Regions from separate parts of the Salmo salar genome. Here region 1 is linked to region 2. Evidence: chromatin contacts called from public Hi-C data. All regions are on one chromosome and are shown on one strand. The core of a region is the stretch at or near the end of the contact, and the rest is flanking DNA. Distances in the headings are between cores, read along the strand shown. Region 1 has its middle 38 kb from the start of asph. Region 2 holds the start of asph (aspartate beta-hydroxylase).

Evidence for each region. A called contact is a pair of places that touch in the nucleus more often than the background predicts.
Region 1: a contact with region 2 is called in a Hi-C map of gill, with 2.2 times the contacts expected there. The contact joins the enhancer-like site here to the promoter of asph in region 2. A contact is called at or near these places in 2 of 3 Hi-C or Micro-C datasets (gill and muscle).

Annotation. Positions count from the first base shown.
Region 1 is chrssa14:16,299,137-16,302,487 of Ssal_v3.1, reverse strand. No RefSeq gene overlaps it. Among protein-coding and RNA genes, the nearest start is that of asph, 38 kb to the right of the region's middle. Within about 2 kb of position 1,602, at least 4 of the 13 cell types and tissues checked have an H3K27ac peak or open chromatin away from gene starts, as enhancers often do. A contact at or near this core is called in gill, where this site is marked.
Region 2 is chrssa14:16,260,907-16,264,197 of Ssal_v3.1, reverse strand. asph (aspartate beta-hydroxylase) reads right to left here and starts at 1,366. Exons shown (of 10, transcript XM_045693996.1): 1 at 1,080-1,366. The coding sequence starts at 1,119.

The DNA of each region.
Region 1 (3,351 bases), core at 353-2,852, 38 kb before region 2:
CTTGCATCCATGACAGTGCGTGTGCTCGGCCGGTGACCGCGTTCCTGTAAGACGTTGAGTCGCGAGGAAGCGCTCTTTGAAAGGAGGGAGTAGTGTAACGACCCTGGGTTTATAAGCGCGGAAATCGACTCTGCCGCTCGAGCATGCTTTTGCGACACAGTCGATAGCGCGCCGGACTTCGGGCTTGAAGGTCGAGGGTTCGACACCTGCTCCCTGCCTGCTGTTTCATTACATTGGTGTCAGAAGTGGGATCGGACCTTGCATCCATGACAGTGCGTGTGCTCGGCCGGTGACCGCGTTCCTGTAAGACGTTGAGTCGCGAGGAAGCGCTCTTTGAAAGGAGGGAGTAGTGTAACGACCCTGGGTTTATAAGCGCGGAAATCGACTCTGCCGCTCGAGCATGCTTTTGCGACACAGTCGATAGCGCGCCGGACTTCGGGCTTGAAGGTCGAGAGTTCGAGACCTGCTCCCTGCCTGCTGTTTCATTACAGTATGCACGATGGCGCACGCGCGCAGCCGGTTTGGATTCCGTGTTAGGATCGGTTATACTGTCACATGGTATCAATGATTGGAGACAAGAATACCTAATAGGGGGTTTTAATACTCCACCCAAAAATACAACATGCCATGAAAGGCAGGCACGGGGAGAAGCCCAAAACAATCCCATCATCCATCAAAAGTTAGATTAAAGAGAGAGGTTGACCAAGCGCATTTTTTTCGCGCGCGCTTTCCACTTTCCTCCGGTATTTATTTCGCAAAGATGATAACACAATCACTCCGGACAGACACAAGCAAAAACTCACTGTATAAATGTTGCAGCAGCCCAGGCTACACCTTAACGTTAGAGATCTGACATGCTATATGGTATGAAAACGAGACCATTTTTCAGTCTGATCACCTGTAGGTTACTAATAAGAGCATACAGCCTATGTGCACTGTCCGTTTGGTCAGGGTAACTAATTGGTAACGTTATGTATTTATAGTCCATTTGTGTGTCAGGAGAAAATGTGATTGTGATCCAATTTGATTTATATTCAAAACTGGGCTGACTAGGCTGTCTATTCATTGAAGATATGTCAACGTCATATCTAGACGATAATAGGCTACACACTGACAACTCGTGCTTGGCTGCCAAATGTATAGGTCTCTCCATTATATTTAAATTGATGAATTGAAGTGTGATCATAATTGTTTTAGCTGTCCATCCATGGTATAAATCCTTCCCAATAGCAATGCCCTACATCCTGATAATTTGAGCTGCTGAACCGTATTAGCACTTTATGGATGAGAAGTTTAATTTAACATTTCCAAAAAGTTTAGCGGAGACGCTGCTTTGCGATCTATTGCCTAGGCCAGGGCTCTCCAACCCTGTTCGCGGAGAGCTACCATTCTGTAGATTTTCACTTAGCATCTTTGGTGCTAACATTAACAATGCTAGCTAAGTAGCTAACCCTGTTGCATCTGTATTAAAGTGTTTTCAAAAACTATCTGCCAAATACAGCCTTAGCTACTGTCCAAGCAACCAGCCAACAACACTGTAGGCCTATTGGAACTAATACAAAAATATGAATTTTACAAGTCAATTACTACGAAAATATAGGCTCGCTAGCCTGTAGTCTTAAAACCCGGAAATAAGTTACATCTGGTTTGTTCAGCCATACATATGGGGAAAGAATATGGTTTTGGAATAAACACCGAAAATAAAGTCAGAGGTTAACACGGGCTTTCTTTAATATACGTTTTGCTCTGAGATAAGAGGTCAGTTAACATGACCGTTATGAATTAAGAAGCCTTTATTGGATTTGTTTTTTAGTACTACATACATTCCTCAAAATTCACAAAAAGTGAAGTTAGCTGATGAAGATTATCAGATAGAACACAACATATAAGATCTGCTAAACCTTATTTTCTGCGTTAATCCATGGGCTTTGTCCAACGAACGATGGCGGAGTTAGTACCTACTAAAAAGACATTACTATTTCTCTCTATTTGGAAAGGTCGCAATGGAACTGCTGGCAGAGCTGCGACTTCGACGGTGGAAGTGGTTTTGCCGAATGGAATCATGGGAGTTTGAGCCTTGAACAACAGAAAAATATTGTAGCAAGCCAACTATAAATATCATACTATTGGTTTTTGAGGGTCTATTTAAAAATGTTATTTGAAGACAACCAGAGCAACATATAGCAGGGAGTTCCAATATGATCAGACATCTATAGACAGGTTATATAAATGACTGTCCATAATTTACTCAGGGATTCTACTTGAAAACGTCAGAGAAGCAATTTCTGGTTTTGCTCATGACTAAACAGTCAATAAACATGAAAACTACACTAAAACTGTGTAGGACATCACTAAATAAGTCATAACAACCCAAATGTTAAGTGGTGAAGTTGCCCTTCAAAGGTCCAAAGCAGCCATTTTATCTCAAGATCAAATAATTTATATTTCTCAAACACATCTTAATAAGAACTACTGCTCAAGTACTGTGATTGTTTTCAATTAAAATGGTAAAAAATAAAAAAATTGCATCTTAACAAAGCAATTTCTCAAGCAAGAAGTTTGGTAGCTGTGTCTGGGAGTGGTGTGAGTGGAGAGAGAACTAAAAACGAGCTGTTATTGGCAGAGAGATTTGGAACTCTTAGTGATGTTAGCAGGCAGGCCAAAACTCCATCCCACCAAAACAGGATGAATTTCAGGCAGTCTATTCAAACAGCTCTTACATTAAAAAGGCATTATCATTTTAATTATTTCACAGTATTATTCCAACCCCATAGTGTGGAAATACACTAAGTATACAAAACATTAAACACCTACCATGACAGACTGACCAGGTGAAAGCTATGATCCCTTATTGATGTCACTTAATCCACTTCAATCAGTGAGATGAAGGGGAGACAGGCAAAAATATATATTTTTAAGCCTTGAGACATGGATTGTGTATGTATGCCATTCAGCGGGTGAATGGGCAAGACAAAATATTGAAAATGCCTTTGAGCGGGGTATGGTAGTAGGTGCCAGGTGCACCGGTTTGTGTCAAGCACTGCAACAGTGCTAGGTTTTTCCACAGTCAACAGTTTCCCGTGTGTATCAAGAATGGTCACCACCCAAAGGACATCCAGCCAATTTGACAACTGTGGGACGCATTGGAGTCAACATGGACCCGCATCCCTGTGGGAAGCTTTTGACACCTTGTAGAGCATGCCGACAAATCCAGGCTGTTCTGAGGGCAAAAGGGAGGCATAAAACTAAATATTAGGAAGGTGTTCCTAATGTGTGGTATATATAAAACACAAGCAAATCGACAACACCGGGCCTTTAAAGGGTACCTTAGTGAAGTGTTATCATGCATGA
Region 2 (3,291 bases), core at 117-2,616:
ACTGAAACACTGATAGTAACAAAAGATGGCCACAATCTACTTACCTTTTTGCAACACATTCTAAGGTTATATAAGTCTACAAGAACTAGAAGTCTACAAAAAACAACTGACTTGCCTAGTTAAATAAAGGTTAAATTTATATATATTTTAAATACAATAAAAACTTCGGGTAAACGTTTCTAAGGACACGTGTCACAATGACACTGGAGTTTTTGAAAAGGGGCCCAATATTTAGCATGACTTGTACAAGCACCCCCTTGCAGTCCGCCCTAAAACCATTCGTTTAGAAAGTTTAAAGCTGGGAGCTCAGCCCATGCCAATGTAATTAATCATCTCCATAACTTGGGGAGCGGTCCCGCGATGAGAAAAGGGGGGGGGGGTCCTTATAATTAAAAGGGATCCATATGGGTCCTGATTCGCAACAGTGACGATATAAGCCACGTGTAACCCCTCCCACGTTCTCCCACTATTGACACGTGAGCACTTGGGAGAAATTAAGGAAAAGTAAATGGGGGGGACAATACACGCAACTGATGCAGTTTCCGCTGAAGTCTACGAGGTGGATATGTAATTGGTCTCGCTGCGTAAAATGACACATATTGTCATACGTGAGCACAAGATGAAACAGATCCTCACTATTCTTGGCGACCATAGCCAATCTAAAATGCACGGGAAATGGTGGTGCAAACTCTTCTTTGCAACCTGACGAATTGCAATAACATTGTTCAAATCGAACAAATGCGCTGTTATGAACAGTATGTATAATGTATAGTAAAATAGGGAAAACGTCTGAAATCTGGATATAAAGAGACACTGTTTGTGCTGTTTACTATAACTCGAAACAATGTACTGTACAGTTGTTAATGGCTCCGTAAAAAGGGGAACAATTGCTGGCTTACTTTGTTGGTATGTTGTTGACCTTATGCTACATATTGTCCAGTTTTATAGGCTTCGTATTGTTGTAGGCTAACTTGCAATGCTTAAATGAAAATGTCAATATTGCCCCCCGATTAACTTTTAAAGCCATTCTGCAGCTAAGGTTGGTTCCATGCACCACTGCCACTACTAAAATTACGAACCTTTCATTTTGTGTCCTCGTGCGTTTTTCTTCGGGGCCATGGCTATTCGAAGTTGCTTGGATTCAAGTAGAAATGTGGAAATTCAAAATTAACGAGCTTCACTCTCAATTTCTTGCGCTAAAGGTGGCCCTGTACAAATCAAATCTCTGCCCTCATAACCCGAAGCCCATAGCAACCCCGTCCACTGTTTAGTGAATGCGCCCTCAGCCAGTGCGAGCTTCACGAAGACGCGGTGGGCGGAGAGAAGGAAAATCTCGTCCAATTCGCTTTCAGAGGTGGTTGTCTTATTCAATCGTATGGATACAGTCATTGGGATACCCCCGCAGGCTAGAACCGCCTTGTTTATCCCCCCTTCATGTGGTTTTAACTATAAGGGATACAGCTTTCGTCAAAATGGACTTTTCGTAGGTTATGAGAACTACCCTGATGAAGACAGCTTGTCTGTCGAAACGTTGGTTATTAGGTTATTCAATGATTGCATCTGAGCTCCTAGAGTGTGCGGTAGTTTTTTTAGAACTTACGCAGCATGTTAGTAGAATTAACGTAGCAGTTTAGGATAATTATGTTAAGGTTAGGGTTAGCTAAAATGCAAAAAATATATTTTTTGACATTCGTTTGACAAAAGCTGTATCCCATCTAGACATTTCCGTTTTACGTCAGCGCTCGAACGTGGCAAGATGGAAGATACACCCATCGCGAGATCTGTTTTTCACAGTACTGTATTAGCTCGTTATTACATAACCTATGTAATCTCTGAGCCTTTGTGCAGTTGTAACCAGTTTTTAACAAATATGTCCCATAAAACCACGTAATCTTGTTGTGGAATGTGATTGATGCATGTTTTATGTGCATTTGATAGAGAACTCTCAGTATCACAAAGATGAGACCGTGCAGAGAATGACCACCGTTAGCGTCACACAGATGAAAGACCGTGCAGAGAATGAATCACATAGAGTAGCCTAGCTTCCATGAGCTCAGTAGTGCTTGCGCACTTAAATCCAGTGTCAGCAGTGGTGATTCTACTCTTATTCATCAGAAACCAATATATATTATTTTCAAAGTAGAGTACCCCCTTTATAAATGTCAAATATTCCATCGACAGCATACTAAATACAAATCATTACTGTCCAGTTAAATATTCAATTCTGATGTAGCCTACACGTGCTGGCCTAGTACACTGTGTGTCTGTAGGTTGATGTTCCATACATTGTGCCCCCCCCATTTATTCAATTGTCCACATCATCAAATACAGTACAGATGGGTCCATTTCAGGCAATGTGAACATCCTAGACATACTTTGCCTGTATAAAACTACACATAAGTATACACAATTTTGATTGAACTAGGGACATTTAGTTTTAGTTGAAGTCGGAAGTTTACATACACCTTAGCCAAATACATTTAAACTCAGTTTTTCAATATTCCTGACATTTAATCCTAGTAAAAATTCCCTGTTTACGTCAGTTAGGATCACCACTTTATTTTAAGAATGTCAGAATAATAGTAGAGAGAATGATTTATTACAGCTTTTATTTCTTTCATCACATTCCCAGTGGGTCAGCAGTTTACACACACTCAATTTGCATTTGGTAGCATTGCCTTTAAATTGTTTAACTTGGGTCAAAAGTTTCGGGTAGCCTTCCACAAGCTTCCCACAATAAGTTGGGTGAATTTTGGCCCATTCCTCCAGACAGAGCTGGTGTAACTGAGTCAGGTTTGTAGGCTTCCTTGCTCGCACACACTTTTTCAGTTCTGTCCACAAATTTTCTATAGGATTGAGGTCAGGGTTTGTGATGGCCACTCCAATACCTTGACATTGTTGTCCTTAAGCTGTTTTGCCACAACTTTGGAAGTATGCTTGGAGTCATTGTCCATTTGGAAGACCCATTTGAGACCAAGCTTTAACTTCCTGACTGATGTCTTGAGATGTTGCTTCAATATATACACATAATTTTCACGATGCCATCTATTTTGTGAAGTGCACCAGTCCCTCCTGCAGCAAAGCACCCCCACAACATTATGCTGCCACCCCCTTGCTTCACGGTTGGGATGGTGTTCTTCGGCTTGCAAGCCTCCCCCTTTTTCCTCCAAACATAACAATGGTCATTATGGCCAAACAGTTCTATTTTTGTTTCGCCACTCCGGAGCAAGTACCATGTTCTTGTAGTGGATGTGAGCTTTGACTGTAAGCCAGTGGAGTGTCCTGAGGAGC